Linked DNA regions of Pan troglodytes: regions 2, 3, 4 and 5 are each linked to region 1. The links are chromatin contacts, called in public HiChIP or PLAC-seq maps. All regions are on one chromosome and are shown on one strand. Each heading gives the region's core, a stretch centred on a gene start, on an enhancer-like site or on the middle of the called end of the contact. The rest is flanking DNA. Distances are from core to core; before and after follow the strand shown.

Region 1 (3,100 bases), core at 351-2,850:
GCTCGCCTGGATTTGGGGAAACGAGAATTGTCATGTCTTCTCCCTCCGTAGGTTGGTGTTAATGAAAAACCCCCTTTTCAGCATGGACTAAATCCCGCTAATTCTATTTAGGGAGCAGTGTCTACTCCGGGCCGGGAACTGCTCAGGTTTCCAACCGCAGCCTCCCGTGAGGGTCCCAGTGTGGAGGGCCAGGGTCATCCCCTCACTCTGGGATGGCTCCCAACCCGCTGACCTGGCCTCCCCGTCAGGCACCCTCACAGCTCTGTCAGACTCTTCATGTGATCAGCGCTCCTGGGAACATTAGTTTAGGGTGTTTTCTGCTGCTGGGATGGTGGCCCGGGAGGGACCCTCCTGGTGACCCTGCTGGGCCTGGCCCTCAGTTTCCCCAGCCGAAGGCTGGCAGCCTCGAACTGTACGAGTTCCAGGCCACAGTTTCCCCAGCTGTAGGTCAGTGGGCCATGGACTGTAGGGGGCTCGGGCCTCAGTTTCCCCAGCTGTAGGTCAGTGGGCCATGGACTGTAGGGGGCTCGGGCCTCAGTTTCCCCAGCTGTAGGCGGGTGGCCTGGGCCTCAGTTTCCCCAGCTGTAGGCGGGCGGCCTTGGATTGTATGGGGCCCGGGCCTCAGTTTCTCCAGCTGTAGGCGGATGGCCGTGGACTGTGTGTGGCCCGGACCTCAGTTTCCCCAGCTTTAGGCGGTTGGCCGCGGACTGTGCAAAGTCCAGGCCTCAGTTTCCCCAGCTGTAAGCGGGCGGCCGCCCACTGTACAAGGTCCAGGCCTCAGTTTCCCCAGCTGTAGGCAGGCGGCCGCGGACTGTACAAGGTCCAGGCCTCAGTTTCCCCAGCTGTAGGCGAGAGGCCGCGGACTGTACAAGGTCCAGGCCTGTTTCCCCAGCTGTAGGCGAGCGGCCGCGGACTGTACAAGGTCCAGGCCTCAGTTTCCCCAGCTGTAGGCGAGCGGCCGCGGACTGTACAAGGTCCAGGCCTCAGTTTCCCCAGCTGTAGGCGAGCGGCCGCCTACTGTATAAGGTCCAGGCCTCAGTTTCCCCAGCTGTAGGCGGGCGGCCGCGGACTGTACAAGGTCCAGGCCTCAGTTTTCCCAGCTGTAGGCAGCCGGCCGCGGACTGTGCGGGGCCCGGACCTCAGTTTCCCTATCTCCGCAGTCGGGATTCGCTGTTCCGGGGCGAACAAAGAACGGTCGGGGGTGACCCCGGATCATGGCGCGCCCGCAGTATCTGTGGCCACTGTGGAAACAGCCCTGGCGTGTCCGGGACGCGACGCGGCCTTTCCCTCCCCGCGCGATCACCCAGATGTGAGCGCTCAGTTTGAATCGGACTTTTTGGCCATGTGCCCACAAGCAACATGGAGCCCTGAGGGTTTCCTGCCCGACTCCAAGATGGCGATGCGACTCCCTTTGCCCTCACGGCCCAGGCGGGCGGGTCCTGCCCACTTGCAAGATGGCAGCAGCCTGGGCCAAGCACGCTTCCCGCCGCCTGACTCGCCACGTACCCACTCTCAAGATGGCGTCTCCCGCAAAGCCACGCGCCAGCTGACTGGCTCAGACGCCGTCACGTGATCCCATTTTCTCCCCCTCCCCCGACTCCACAAGCCGTTTCCGCCTTCGGCCTTGAGGAATAACCGCCTCCCCCAATAGGCGCCTGCGATTTCTCTGGGTCCCGCCCCCGGGCGGCTTTCTGGCCAGTGGGAGGTGCTGGCGGGGGCCCGCGGGGCTCTCCCCGCCCCCTGGCTGCAGCGGGAGCCAATGGGCAGCGCGCGCGGGGGACGTGTGCGGGCGTCTCCGCCATTTTGTGAGTCTATAACTCGGAGCCGTTGGGTCGGTTCCTGCTATTCCGGCGCCTCCACTCCGTCCCCCGCGGGTCTGCTCTGTGTGCCATGGACGGGTGAGTCGCACCTCGCCCCGCGCCCCACCGCCCTCCCCGCGCCGCAGCCCTGCCACCGCCGCCGCGCCGGCCTCCCCGGGGCCGATCTCGCCACCTCTCGGGCGGGAGGGGGCGGCGGGCTCTCCCCTTCCTCTCCGCGTGGCGGGCGCGGGCGCGGGGCGGGCCAGGGGCTTCCCGGGGGTCTGGCCGCGTCCCCATCCCCCGTCGGGCCCGCTTCCGGCCCCCGCGCGCCCCGTCCCTAGCGCACGCGGCCTCCCGCGCCCCTCCCCCTCCGCGCGCGGCCCCGCACTTCGCCTTTGCCCCGCCTCGGCGGCGCGCGGCCCTTCCCGCTTCCCGTCCGGCCCTCGCGCGCCCGGATGGCCCTTCCCGCCTCCCGTCCGCGCCCCTCGTGCGCCTGCGTAGCCCGTCGCGCGTCCCCGTTGTCCCCAGCGCGCGTGCGCGGCCGCCGTCGGGGGCGCGCGCCTTTCCCGCCGCCCGGACTCTGCCCCCGGCGCAGCCCCGGAAGCGCAGGCGGGCCTGGGGCGGCCGCCGGGAGGGAAAGCTGGCGCCGGGGCCTCGCCGCGGGCCCGAGTCTCTGCGCTCCCCGCCCTATCCCTGCCCCCAGTGCGCCCCGGTCCGCGGCCAAGGGGTTTCGGTGATCTCGGGAGAGAAGCGGCCGCCCCGAGGGTCTGTCCTCTGCCCCGGGGTCGGAGGGGCCTCTCCAGGGATCCCCGCGGGCGCCGTCATGGGGAGGGGCCTTCCCGGCTCTCGGGCCGGGGCAGCCTTTCCGGGCGGCTTTGCTGGGCGGGCTTCCCTTGGGAGAGGTGGGAGCCCCCTCCAGAAAGGCCGTGTCCCGCCGATCGCTTCCTGCGCGAGGCCCTCCCTGGGAATAGGAAGCGGGAGAGGCTGGAGATGTTTCGCATTCTTTCCGTTTTCCTGAGAAGTTTTTCTTGGGTTCAGTCACTTTTAAAAGTCTGTTAGAACGTGGTCCGTGCAGTCCGTGGTGTCAGAAGAGGCGCAGCCCTAGAGTGGGTCTGGACCCCTTAGCATGCGTGCGGGCAGGTGGGTCCTGCAGACGGCGAGACGAGGGCTCCCCGCTCTCGGACCCAGCACCGCGGGCTTGGGGGCCGCGCACTCGCCTCCCGGAGTGAGGCAGGAGGCCCGGAGGCTGCCCTTCCGACGGACGCTCCGAGTCACTTAAGGCCTCGCCGGGAGTTGCAGTG
Region 2 (3,100 bases), core at 252-2,751, 220 kb after region 1:
TGGCCCACCAGCATCAGACCCCTCTTTGCAAGCTAGATCCAAAAAGCTCACGGCGCAACTTCAGCAGCCCCCAAGCCCCGGCGCGGCGGTGTTCTGATGCAGAACGAAAACGGCCACGTCCCCATTTCGCCAGGTGGCCCACGACCCCGGCCAGCTTGTTTTCTGAGGGGCTGCAGCTGCTACTGAGCCCCTCCTGTCACCCAAGCAAGACTCCTTCTCAGAGGGAGTCAGGCCGATGCCTGTCCTGCACGGCTGAGTCCTCTGCCATCTGAGGAGGGCGGGAGGGGGACAGAGCCCAAGACGCGGAGGCCGGTGCCTCATAGGGGAGGCACGGGCGACAGACTCACAACCTGAGCTCCTGAAGCAGGAAGGGGGTGGGGACCCAGCGGAGGAAGAGGCCGGGGATGGGGTGGTACACTGCTGCCGGTGACTTTGCCGCTAACCCTAGCGAGGTGACCTCAGCTAAGTCACATTCCCCTGAGGCTCAGGAGCGGGGAACGGGGTGGGGGCAGCTGAAAGGCTACAAGGAGGAAGAGAGGGGAGTGGGGAGTGGACTTCCAGGACAGGGGTTGGTCCGAGGGAGCCCTGTGTCAGGCTGGGTTCTGGGCCAGCACATTGGGAGGGGAGAGAGGCCTCGGAACTGAGGGTCTCAGGCGGCAGAGTCAGGGGTCAAAGGGCGGGAGGTGCTACCTCGCAGGCCAGGACCGGACTCCAAGCCTGGGTAGGTGGGGACCTGGGAAAGGCGGTCGCCGGGGACAGGATGGGCCCTGGAGGGAGCTGACAGTGAGGTTTCAAGAGTAGAGAACAGCGGCTTCTAGTGCAGCGGGACCCAGCCTTCCCGGGTGGACGTCCCCGGGCGGGATGGGGTCACGAGACGGTGTCCCTGGCCAATCCCAGGGTCAGAGGTCGCGAGGGAGAGCCCTAATCGGTAGGGCCGGGTATAGGCCTCAGGGTGCAGGGTGGCGCTCGGTGTCCCCAGCGGGGCCAGGGGTCGCGGTCGGAGGTAGCAGACTTGGGGGTCGGGACAGCCGCTGGGGTCAAGGGTCGGGGGTCGGGGCCGCGGTCACCTTGAGCAGCACGAAGAACTCGAAGAGACGGCGGAAGGCGGGCGGGAAGAGCCGCGAATAGGTGACAGCCATCTTGAAGAACAGCGCGTGGAAGAGCCGGTCGCGCACGTTGATGAGGGGGTTGGGGTTGAGATTGGGGGTGCGAGGCCCGCGCGCGGGGGCCGGGCCGCCGCCGCCGCCGTTGGGCCCGGGCCCCGCAGCTGCGGGCTCCACGTGCTCCGACATGCCTCCCAGCGTCGCGCCCTAACGACCCGCAAGTGTCCGAGGGCGCCTCCCGGCCGCCATCGGCCGCCCTCGCAGCCGCCGCTCTCCTCACGGCCTCCCGGCCGCCGCCGCCATCTTCCGCCTTCTCGTCCGGCTGCGGCGCTGCTGACGCTAGCGAGTCGCCACGCCGGGCAAGAGCGGCCCCCCTGCGCCCGCAGAGAACGCTGGGATGCCAGCGGCGCCCGCGGAGGCCTCACCCCCTACCTCGGCCGCTCCAGGGGGGCGGGACTGCATCTGGGCCACCTCTTTTGCATATTGGCACCCACAATCCACCGCGTCTATGAGGCCAGTATAAGGCGGTAAAATTACGATAAGATATGGGATTTTACGTGATCGAAACATCAAAGTAAGCGTAAACACGAAAGTTGTTCTGCAACATACCACTGTAGGAAATTATGCTAAATATGAAACCGACCATAACTTATCCTAATCATAAAATGTTTTGATTGAAGGGCTTAAAATAGGTGTGACGGTAACCGTTGAGTCGTGCTTGCTTCGGCAGCACATATACTAAAATTGGAACGATACAGAGAAGATTAGCATGGCCCCTGCGCAAGGATGACACGCAAATTCGTGAAGCGTTCCATATTTTTGCTGTAGTCCCCAGCTCGTCACCTCGTTTGGCTTCTCTTGCCCGGATCCTCCCATGACGTCACAAGGCCAGTGACGTCATATCCATCTCCTGTGGCACCACTAAGGTTGGCGGTAGAACAATCTGGCAGTCTCCACTCCTGCGTGGCGCTGTGCCACCTGCCCCCGTAGCTTCGCGCAGCAATAAATAAATAAGTGCTCTTCAGGGGCACTTACTGAGTGCCGGCTGCGTACACAAGAGGATACTATGGTTTTTGGGTTTTTTTGTTGTTTGTTTGAGATGGATTCCCGCTCTGTCGCCCAGGCTGGAGCGCAGAAGCGCGATCTCGGCTCTCTGCAACCTCCGCCTCCCGGGTTCAAGCCATTCTCCTGCCTCAGCCTCCCAAGTAGCTGGGATTACAGGCATGCGCCACCACGCCCGGCTAATTTTATATTTTTAGTAGAGACGGTTTCTCCATGTTGGTCAGGCTGGTCTCGAACTCCTAACCTTAGGTGATTTGCCCGCCTAGGCCTCCCAAAGTGCTGGGATTACAGGTGTGACCCACCAAGCCCGCCAAAAAAAAGTTTTGTTTTGTTTTGTTTTTTGAGACGCAGTCTCACTCTGTCGCCCAGGCTGGAGTGCAGTGGCGTGATCTCGGCTCACTGCAACCTCTGCCTCTTGGGTTCAAGCAATTCTCTGCCTCAGCCTCCTGAATAGCTGGGATTGCAGGCTTCCACCACCACACCCGGCTATTTTTTTTTGTATTTTTAGTGGAGACCAGGTTTCATCATCTTGGCCAGGTTGGTATTGAACTCCTGACCTCGTGATCCACCCGCGTCAGCCTCCCAAAGTGCTGGAGTTACAGGCATGAGCCACCGCGCCCGGCCCCCCAAAAAAATGTTTTTAAAAATTAACTGAGGACGTTGGTGCATGCCTGTAATTCCAGCTACTTGGGAGGCTGAGGTGGGAGGACTGCTTGAGCCCAGGAGTTGGAGGCTGCAGTGAGCCATGATCGTATCCCTGCGCTCCAGGTTGGATGACTAAGTGAGACCCTGTCTCTAAAAAACAAAGTGTAAAAAAGCCAACAGTCAGTATTTTTAGCTTTTTTGGGTAGAGTAACTACTCCACTCTGCTGTTGTAGAGAAAACGCAGCCGTAAATGATACATAAATGGATGGGCACAGCTGTGTGCCAATAAA
Region 3 (3,100 bases), core at 173-2,672, 190 kb after region 1:
AAAAAAGGCCAGGTGCGGTGCCTCACGCCTGTAATCCCAGCACTTTGGGAGGCTGAGGCAGGTGGATCACCTGAGGTCAGGTGTTCGAGACCAGCCTGGCCAACATGGTGAAACCCCGTCTCTACTAAAACTACAAAAATTAGCTGGGCGTGGTGGTGAACACCTGCAATGCCAGCTATTCAGGAGGCTGAGGCAGGAAAACCACTCGAAGCCAGGAGGCGGAGGTCGAAGTGAGCTGAGATCACGCCACTGCACTCCAGCCTGGGCAACAGAGTGAGATCCACCTCTCCTGCTTGTCTACAAAAAAACAAAAATAAATAAAGTAAAAATTAAAACAGGGCCAGGCACAGTGGCTCATGTCTGTAATCCCAACCCTTCGGGAGGCCTAGGTGGGAGCATCATTTGAGCCCGGGAGTTTAAGACCAGCTGGGCAATAAAGCAAGACCCTGTCGCTGCAAAAAAAAAAAAAAAGCACAAAATTAGTTGAATGTGGGTCCTATGGTTCCAGCTACTCGGGAAGCTGAGGTGGGAGGATGGCTTGAGCCCAGGAATTGGAGACTACAGTGAGCCATGATTGCACGATTCTCCTGCCTCAGCCTCCCGAGTAGCTGGGATTACAGGCATGCACCGCCATGCCCAGCTAATTTTTGTATTTTTAGTAGAGAAGGGTTTCACCTCGTTATCCAGGATGATCTTGATCTCGTGATCCACCCACCTCGGTCTCCCAAAGTGCTGGGATTACAGGCCGGAGCCACCACGCCCGGCCGATTTTTTTAAATAATGTTTTTTAAATAATGTTGGAGGCCGGCCTCAGTAGCTGACGCCTGTAATCCCAGCACTTTGAGAGGCCGAGACGGGCAGATCACCTGAGGTCAGGAGTTCGAGACCAGCCTGGCCAACGTGGTGAAACTCCGTCTCTACTAAAAATACAAAATTTAGCTGGGCGTGGCGGCTCACACCTGTAATCCCAGCTACTCGGGAGGCTGAGACAGGAGAATCGCTTGAACCCGGGAGGCAGAGGTAGCAGTGAGCCGAGATCGCACCATTGCACTCCAATCTGGGCCACAGAGCAAGACTGTCGCAAAATAAAGAAAGAAAATAAAAATGAGGTTGGAGGAAACTCTGGAGGCACAGCAGGTCCTTGGATTGGACTCCCTCCCTCCCTCCCTCCCAGGATAAAATGAAATCCAGGCCTCGTTCACAAGGCCCTGCACGGCCCAGCCCCGCTCCATGGTCCTGCCTCAGGGCCTTCGCACGGGCCTGCCCCGCACACGGTTCTCTGGGGGTCGCTGGCTCCCAGCTCAAACGGCCCCTCCTGCCGACCAGGCGGGTCCCCGGGGCCGCCCTCCCTCCGGCCTGGGCTCGGGGTCGGTGGCTCGCGCCTGCCACCTGGCGGCCAGCGGGGCTGCGGCGCCGCACGCTCTGGCACCAGCCTCCTGCCCCGGCCGTGCCCTCCGCCGGGAGCCGCGGACCAGGAGTCGCACCGCCTCCGGGGACCGCACCCCGCATGCAGCCTCCAGCCCCTGCCTCTTTCTGCTCCAGGGCACACGACCCAGGTCAGCTGCAACCCCCGGGCGGAAATCCCGACTTTTAAATGAATGCTCCCTTTTTATCCCTTTTTAAGGGGTTGGCAACTAATTGCACATTTTAAATCATACTGTTTTTAGGCCAGACGTTGTGGCTGAAGCCTGTAATCCCAGCGGTTTAAGAGGCCAAGGCTTGAGCCCAGGTGTTGGAGACCAGCCTGAGCAACACAGTGAGACCTCCCATCTCTACTAGATATATATTTAGTATAAATAAATAATAGATATGTTTTTCTTTGAGACAGAGTCTCATTCGCCCAGGCTGGAGTGCAGTGGCGGGATCTCGGCTCACTGAGACCTCCGCCTCCCGGGTTCAAGCGATTCTCCTGCCTCAGCCTCCCACCACGCCCGGCTTTTTGTACTTTTTGTAAAGACGGGGTTTCGCCATGCTGGCCAGGGTAGTCTCGAACTCCTGATCTCAGGTAATCCACCCACCTCGGCCTCCCATAGTGCTGGGATTACAGGCCTGAGCCAAAGCGCCCGGCCTTTTTTTTTTTTTGAATGCCGTTTTCAGACATGGTCCGTGACGGGCAGCCGTGACATGAGGTTAGACCCTGCTTGGCTCGGACAGAACTGGCCACTTGTTTGACCTACACCAAGCTATCCGACTAATAATTTAGATGTTGAGGCCTCTAAAGAGGGGTCAAGGGGGAGGCAGATGTCGACCAATAAGGAAACACTGGGCCGGGCGCGGTGGCTCACGCCTGTAATCCCAGCACTTTGGCAGGCCGAGCTGGGAGGATCACTTGAGCTCAGGAGTTCGAGGCCAGCCTGGGCAGGACAATGAGACCCTGGCTCTACAAAACTAAATAAATAAGGAAGCAGTGAATTCCAATGTATTCATCGCCAACTAGCCATGTTGCTGGGTGTGCGCTCTCTCTTTTAGGCGCAATGTGTCATTTAGGCCTGTGACGTCGGAACTTTATTATTTGAACATTTAAAAATAAATGAATCCAAGAGGTTGAGTCACTTGGCCAAAAATGCCCAGGAGGAAAAGGCCAAGTCAGGTACCCCGGCTCTAGAGCTACTAACTGATCGCCGGAGACCCTGGGCCTTGGAAGAAGTCGCCTGCCCAGATGTCTAAGCAGGCTGCGCGACCCTCGAGTCTCGGGTAAGCGGGAAATCCCACTTCACAAGAAAGCCCCTCTCCCCGAGGCACGGGCGCATGCGCGGGTCGGCCACCCGCTGGGGCCGCGGGGCCGCCGCTCTGGCCCGCGTGCGGCAGTCGTCCGCGTCTCGCTGATGATGACGCACGTCCGGGGCGGTGGGGAAGGCAAGATGGCGGCGCCCATGGAGGTGGCCGTGTGTACGGACTCGGCGGCCCCGATGTGGAGCTGCATCGTGTGGGAACTTCACTCGGGCGCCAACCTGCTCACCTACCGCGGCGGCCAGGCGGGACCCCGCGGCCTGGCGCTGCTCAATGGCGAGTATCTGCTGGCGGCGCAGCTGGGCAAGAACTACATCAGCGCCTGGGAGCTGCAGCGGAAGGTGCGGCGGTGCGGGCTCGCTGCTGGGCT
Region 4 (3,100 bases), core at 212-2,711, 140 kb before region 1:
TGCGGCTGCTCCCCTTAAGCTGGCCAAGCGGCTCCCGACAAAGCCGGCTCTGCCACTTTCCCGCTGAGCCACCACGCGCCTCAGTTTCCCCATCTATAAAGCACGGGTGGCTCGACTAAATCACCACTTTGCACGTCAGCCTGGCGAAGGGCAACACGGGTTAAAAATGCAGACCACCGCCGGGCACGGTGGCTCACACCTGTAATCCCAGCGCTTTAGGAGGCTGAGCCAGAAGAATCGCTTGAGCCCAGGAGTTCAAGACCAGCCTGGGCAACACAGGGAGACCCCATTCCTAAAAATAATATTAGAAATGCAGACTGCTGAGCGCATTCCACACCTACTGACTCCGAAACCCTGGAAAAGGGGCCTGGAAATAGCACCTTCAACGAGCGCTGCTCCCACCTCCCCCAAGGTGACATCAGGTCCGCGTGGGAAACACTGCCCTAAACGAGCAGGAAGTAGCACTCGGCACGCCCAGGCCCAGGGTCCTCTTCGGTGAGGGGCGGCTGTAAACACCTGGAGGAAGGGTGGGCTGCGCAGCCAAGCCCCGGGAGGGGAGGAACGCAGGCTCCGCTCACAAAGCCCCGCCGGCGGGCCGCGGTCGGACTCCGGGACAGTGCCTGGAGCGTTCCGGGCCTGGGCCTGCCTCCAAGGCGGCGGCCAGGGCTCCACGAGGCGAGCCTGCAGCGAGGCGACGGCGCCCCCAACCACGCGCTCGGCGGGGGTCCCCTGGCGTTATTCTCGGGGTCCGAGCCCCGCCAGGCCCAGCCCCTGCCCCGCGCCGCGCCACCGGGCAATACCCTCTCTCTGCTCGCCGGGCCTCAGTTTCTCCGTTTGCAAAACCAGGCTCACCGGGCTTAGGGATCCCACCTGGGATCCTCGCGGCCTCTCGGGTCGGGAACGCCGCGGATGTGGGGTCACCCGGCCGCGATCCCGCTGCGCCGCTCCGGCCAGGCCCTGCCTCCCGCCCGGGCCTCAGTCTCCCGCATGTACAGGACGGGGTTCGCGCGCGCACCGCCCGGGCTCCCCGCGGATTCAGCCTGGGCCGGCGCTGCCCCGAGCCTCAGTTTTCCCGTCGTGGTCAGCTCGCGCAAGAGGCGGGAGCAAGCGACCCCCACCCCGGCCCCGGCCTTGCCTCAGGCCTGCGGCACAGACCCTGCCGCCCGCCGCCCCGGCCCGGGCCTCACCGGCAGGCGCGGGACGATCTCCACGGAGCAGCAGTGGCAGAAGTACCGTCCGGGATGCGGCGACGCCTCGGCCATGGCCGCCGCCACCTACTCCGCGCCGCCCGCCCCCCGCGCGGCACCCGCCGCCGGCCGTTTGCTGCTCCCTCGCCGGCCGACGCGCTCACGCACGGCACGCACGGCACGCGGGGCGGAGCGGGGGCGCGGGAGCGGCGAAAGCTGCGCACTCGGCGGGCAGCGGCCCGGGCGACGGTGGCCGCTGAGAGACAAACTAGGCCCGGCCGTTGGGCGGGGCTCCGAGCGGGGGCGGGGCTTCCAGCGGGGGCGGGGCCAAAGCAGGCGGCGGAAGAGACGAGAAGCCGGGCGTGCGCGGGGCGGGGCCGAGGCCCTCGTGTCCCTCAGTGCTTCCCTACCTCATCGCCGTCTCCCCTCACGGTACTTCAGCCCACTGTCCCCACAGTTCCTGGGGCTCGCCAGGCGCCCTCTCCCCCGCCCCCTGCCCGGTGCAGCGCTCTCCCGACGCCCGCGTGGCTTTCTTCCAGGTCTTTGCTCAAATGTCAGCTTACAAGGTCTTCTCTGCTGCCCTCCTGCTCCGTGGCACTGATTTCCTCCCGATGCACTGTCAGGTCAGCTGCGCAGCAAAGGGATTTTTGGACCCGCAGCAGCGCCTGACACACAGCAGGCATTCCCTCAGCGCTGCGGAATACAGGCAGACCCGGGGCTCAGGGTGCTGTCTGGGCCTCACCGGGACCCGTGGGGTCAGACAGAGGCTGAGGTCTGTGGGTTGTGGCCTTGTTTCCAAGATGCTCCGCGGGCTGACGGCCCAGGCGCCTCTCGGGTGCGGAGAGGGCAGGAAACCTAACCCCTGCTTCCAAATTTAATCAGTAGAAACGGTATCATCACCCAGCGCAGGCCAGGATCATTTCTGAGGTTAGTTCTGGCCCAATCATGCATGCATTTCTTTTTTCTTTTTTTTTTTGAGACGGAGTCTCACTCTGTCACCCAGGCTGGGGTGCAATGGCCCGATCTCGGCTCACTGCAACCTCCGCCTGCCGAGGGTTCAAGCGATTCTCCCGCCTCAGCCTCTCGAGTAGCTAGGACTAGAGGCACCCGCCACCACACCGGCTAATTTTTGTATTTTTAGTAGAAACGGGGTTTCACTATATTTGGCCAGGCTGGTCTTGAACTCCTGACCTCGTGATCCGCCCGCCTCGGCCTCCCAAAGTGCTGGGATTACAGGCATGAGCCACCGCACCCGGCCTCATGCATGTATTTCTTTCTTCACTCAACACTCATTGAGCACCTACTGCATACCAGACCCTATGCTGAATGCACGCAGATACCCCCAGCCCCATGAGATTGGACTGGATCGTGGGACTCAAGGGTGACTTTGGCTCTGCCTGGGGAAAGAGAGAGAGGGCTTCCGAGGGGTAAGGACATTGGAACCAGGGCTGAGGGATGAATAGGATTTGGTTGGAGTTGGACTTCCTGCAAAATGAGGCATTGGAGCCAGACTGTTGAGGAATTAAGAGTTGGAGCCTGTGCATTTAGATTTTTTGTTTGTTTGTTTTTTAGAGATGGAGTCTGGCTCTGTTGCCCAGGCTGCAGTGCAATGGCGCAATCTCGGTTCACTGTAACCTCCGCCTCCCGGGTTCAAGTGATTCTCCTGCCTCAGGCTCCCAAGTTGCTGGGATTACAGGCTGGGCACCACCACGCCCGCCTAATTTTTGTATTTTTAGTAGACGGGGTTTCACTATGTTGGCCAGGCTGGTCTCAAACTCCTGACCTCAGGTGATCCGCCCGCCTCGGCCTGCCATAGTGCTGGGATTACAGGCGTGAGCCACTGCACCCGGCCTGCATTTAGGGTTTTGAATGTCCAGAGGTTGGGGACAGGGGCTTCAGCCTCCTTCCTGTCG
Region 5 (3,100 bases), core at 360-2,859, 130 kb after region 1:
CTGGCCCTAGAAGGGGGTACCCCCACACCCCTTTATCCCGCTGCAGGGAGCGTCTCTCCAAAGCACCCCCAACTTGGGGCAGGTGTCTCAGGCCTCTCCATCGGAGATAGGGGTGGCAGCTGGGTTTGGTGTTTAATATAGCCTTATGGTGGAGGCCTCTCAGACACCTGCCGCCATTAGGCTACACGTGGCCCTGGGGCTGGAAGGCTGGATTCAGGCCTTGGAGTCGGGGGCAGCTCTCCTGCCGGCAGTTTTTTGTTTTGTTTTGTTTTTGAGGTGGAGTCTCACTGTGTCACCCAGGCTGGAGTGCAGTGGCGCGATCTCGGCTCACTGCCACTTCCACCTCCCGGATTCAAGCGATTCTCCTACCTCAGCCTCCCAAGTAGCTGGGACTACAGGCGCGCGCCACCATGCCCGGCTATTTCTGTATTTTTGGTACAGATGGGGTTTCACCTTGTTGGCCAGGCTGGTCTCGAACTCCTGACCTCTGATGATCCGCCCACCTCCGCCTCCCAAAGTGTTAAGATGACAGGCGTGAGCCACGGCACCGGCCCCGGTTGCAGTTTTGTGGAGGGAGGAGGTGCAACTAGGTGGAAGGACAGAGAGAAAGTTGCAATGCCGTGTGCTAGTCTAGGGGAAGGGGAGGGAGACGACTACGACCCCGCCCCCAACACTCAGGACCGGGGACCCGAGCCCGCCAGAGACCCTCCACAAGTGAGGGTCCCCCCGGGTGGCCCCTGCCCGCCCTCCAGGCTCCCCCGGGGCTCACGTCCGGGCTGGAGCCTGGGCCTCTGCGCTTAGCCCCCTGGGGTCGCTTCCCGCGCACACAGCTCCCTGCAGAGCACGCGTCCCCCTCCCGACCGCCTTCCTTGCACCCCGCTCGGTGCCTCAGTTTCCTGCTCTGCGCAGTGGCGACAAGAAGGTTGCCAACTACAGAGAGGAGTGAGGGCTGGAGACGTGCAGGGACCTCCCTGGAGGGAGGCGCGGGGCACGTGGTTGGGCAAGCGACCGCTCAGACCGTGTAAGTCATCACCATCTTCACGGGGGGGTGGTGGGCAGCCGAGCTCCCGACGCTGGTGACAGCCGGGCCGGGCAGGGTCGTCCTGGTTTCACAAAGGGGCTCCAGGTCCCCGCGCGCACCTCCCCACGCCCGCGCCGAGTCCCCGTCTGCAGCCCGTCCCTCCCCAGAGGGAGGCCGGCGAGACCCTGGTTCCCTCCCTCCGACGCCGCCCGCCCAGCTCTGCACCGGGTCTTTCAAGCCCATTTCTCAGACTTGGAAACGGCGGCTCCGGAGAGTGAAGTCACTCTCTCAGGGTCTCTCCATCTAAGGGGCGAAGGTGAAACTCCGAGTCCACGAGGCCCAGCCTAGGTGCTCCGTAAGAAGGGAAGAGTCTTGGTCCCGGATCTGGCTCCGATGCCTCCGGCCAGCCCGCCCAGGCGGAGCCCCAGTCAGTCCCCTCTTCTTCCCCCGGGGCGCTCCCGCCCCAGCCCCTGCCCCCGGCACCCTCTGCGCTTGGGGCCGCGTCGCGCACTTTGCCCACCGTCCCTAGGCCGGGGGCGGGGCCTCCCGCGGCGCTGTTCCCCTTCCCGTTTATTATTTATTATCCTTTAAAGGGGCCGCGACCTGAAAATTTCCGTCCACTCTGCCCGGCTCCCCAGCGCCCCCGGGCTGGTTGCGCGTCGTCAGACCGCGGGAGGGGGGCGAGGGGGCGTGCGGGGAAAAGTGGGGAGCCCTGGCGAGGCCCTCCCGCGCCCGGGCCGCGGCGCTGAATCACCGGCCAGGTATTTGCATCCGAGAGCGACTCGTCCCCTGGTGATTTGTCTGGGGGTGGGGGAGGGGCGGGGCGGGGGCCGGCCGCGCGCGGGGCGCCTCTTACCAATCGGGCGGAGGGGTGTAGACGCGGACGCGGCTGGCGGCTCGGTGAGTCGGCGCGCGGCACAGCCCCGTGGGTCGGGGGCCGGGAGCCAGCGGCGCGCACCGGCGGCTGGAAGCCAGGCGGGCCCGGGCAGGCCGACCCCAGGCGCGGGGCGCGCGCCCCACTACGAGCCGCCCTGCGCGGTAAGGCTGGGGGGCGCGCTGGCCGTTCCCAGCGCGGGTTCCGGTGCCGGGGTGGGCGCAGTGCGTCCTGGAAGCCAAAGAAGGGGGTCCCCAAAGTTGGGCGGAGATGTTGGTGGGGGTCCCGGACTGGGAAGGCGGCCCTGGAGGGCTGGGGTTCGGGGAGTTTTCTCTGCACCCCGCTTGGAGACTTCACTCCCCACTGGATCAATCGCTCAGGGGCGAGCAGGGGCGATCGGGGGTCGCGAGTGCGCGCCCCCCCCCCCCAGCGGAAGGAAATGGTCTCTGCGCGCGCGCGGGGGGCTGCACCCCGATATTTTATTTCATTTTTATTCTTTCTCCCCGAAATCAGGGATTTATTCGGGAGCCCGGAGAGGAGGGAGGGTAGTTCCCGGCGAGCCTCCCCAGCCGGGCTGGTTTATTTATAAAGTGTCCGCCCCAGCGCAGAGAGGGGCCCCCGGGGGAGACACCGCGGCCCCCGCGCGCCGGGGTGGGTTGGGCCCGGGCGCCCGGTTCCTCGGCGGGGATACCCAGGAAGAGCCCCCTGACCCGTTTCAGGGCCCCCCAGACACAAAAGCGGGCGCAGGAAGCGCTGGGAGCGCGCGTTTGTCAACTCCAACGCTCGGCGCCGGCCCCGGGCGGCGGGTTCAATTATCTTCCGTTTTTAGGCGCTCGGGCTGGAGGGGTTCCCCCCCCATGCAAATCGGCCGCTTTCCAAGAAGCCTTTGAAATCCGGACCAGGGTTTCTGTCTTCTTATTTCTTCTCCTTCTTGAGTTTTTTTCTCACTTCCTCCAGGCACCCCCCAACCCAGGACTTTCTTAGCCCCCTCCCCAGCTTTCTGCCCCGCCCCTCCCCCTCCTCTTCCCTTCGTGGAGTGAGGGGCCCCTTTCGCCACCCGCGGGCCCGGGGCCTTGCACAACTCTTTAAATAACCATGTTTTGCAAGGCCCGGGCCGAGCGGGTGACCTCTCTCCGGAGGCCTGGGGGGAGGAGGGTGTGGCCCAGGATCCCTCCGCCCCCCACCCCTGCCTGGTCCAACGACCG

Evidence for each region. HiChIP or PLAC-seq counts read pairs in DNA pulled down with a chosen protein or histone mark.
Region 2: an H3K4me3 HiChIP or PLAC-seq map of stem cell-derived excitatory neurons shows a contact between it and region 1, with 3 times the contacts expected there. The contact joins the promoter of TMEM259 here to the promoter of PTBP1 in region 1. A contact is called at or near these places in 1 of 7 Hi-C or Micro-C datasets (induced pluripotent stem cells) and 1 of 1 datasets of contacts at active chromatin or transcription factors (stem cell-derived excitatory neurons).
Region 3: a contact with region 1 is called in an H3K4me3 HiChIP or PLAC-seq map of stem cell-derived excitatory neurons, with 6 times the contacts expected there. The contact joins the promoter of WDR18 here to the promoter of PTBP1 in region 1. A contact is called at or near these places in 1 of 7 Hi-C or Micro-C datasets (stem cell-derived neural progenitor cells) and 1 of 1 datasets of contacts at active chromatin or transcription factors (stem cell-derived excitatory neurons).
Region 4: a contact with region 1 is called in an H3K4me3 HiChIP or PLAC-seq map of stem cell-derived excitatory neurons, with 3 times the contacts expected there. The contact joins the promoter of RNF126 here to the promoter of PTBP1 in region 1. A contact is called at or near these places in 1 of 7 Hi-C or Micro-C datasets (stem cell-derived neural progenitor cells) and 1 of 1 datasets of contacts at active chromatin or transcription factors (stem cell-derived excitatory neurons).
Region 5: an H3K4me3 HiChIP or PLAC-seq map of stem cell-derived excitatory neurons shows a contact between it and region 1, with 2.9 times the contacts expected there. The contact joins the promoter of ARID3A here to the promoter of PTBP1 in region 1. A contact is called at or near these places in 1 of 7 Hi-C or Micro-C datasets (stem cell-derived neural progenitor cells) and 1 of 1 datasets of contacts at active chromatin or transcription factors (stem cell-derived excitatory neurons).

Annotation. Positions count from the first base shown.
Region 1 is chr20:3,081,722-3,084,821 of NHGRI_mPanTro3-v2.0_pri, forward strand. PTBP1 (polypyrimidine tract binding protein 1) reads left to right here and starts at 1,601. Exons shown (of 14, transcript XM_003315969.7): 1 at 1,601-1,898. The coding sequence starts at 1,891.
Region 2 is chr20:3,305,038-3,308,137 of NHGRI_mPanTro3-v2.0_pri, forward strand. TMEM259 (transmembrane protein 259) reads right to left here and starts at 1,502. Exons shown (of 11, transcript XM_016934513.4): 1 at 1,068-1,502. The coding sequence starts at 1,292. It overlaps LOC112206464 (U6 spliceosomal RNA), which reads left to right and starts at 1,818; the gene lies at 1,818-1,924.
Region 3 is chr20:3,267,073-3,270,172 of NHGRI_mPanTro3-v2.0_pri, forward strand. WDR18 (WD repeat domain 18) reads left to right here and starts at 1,423. Exons shown (of 12, transcript XM_016934508.4): 1 at 1,423-1,556; 2 at 1,668-1,756; 3 at 2,470-3,071. The coding sequence starts at 2,826.
Region 4 is chr20:2,942,360-2,945,459 of NHGRI_mPanTro3-v2.0_pri, forward strand. It overlaps RNF126 (ring finger protein 126), which reads right to left and starts at 1,462. Exons shown (of 9, transcript XM_016934488.4): 1 at 1,188-1,462. The coding sequence starts at 1,262.
Region 5 is chr20:3,210,107-3,213,206 of NHGRI_mPanTro3-v2.0_pri, forward strand. It overlaps ARID3A (AT-rich interaction domain 3A), which reads left to right and starts at 1,610. Exons shown (of 9, transcript XM_016934503.4): 1 at 1,610-1,782. LOC107969633 (a long non-coding RNA gene) reads right to left here. Exons shown (of 2, transcript XR_001711569.4): 2 at 2,284-3,100.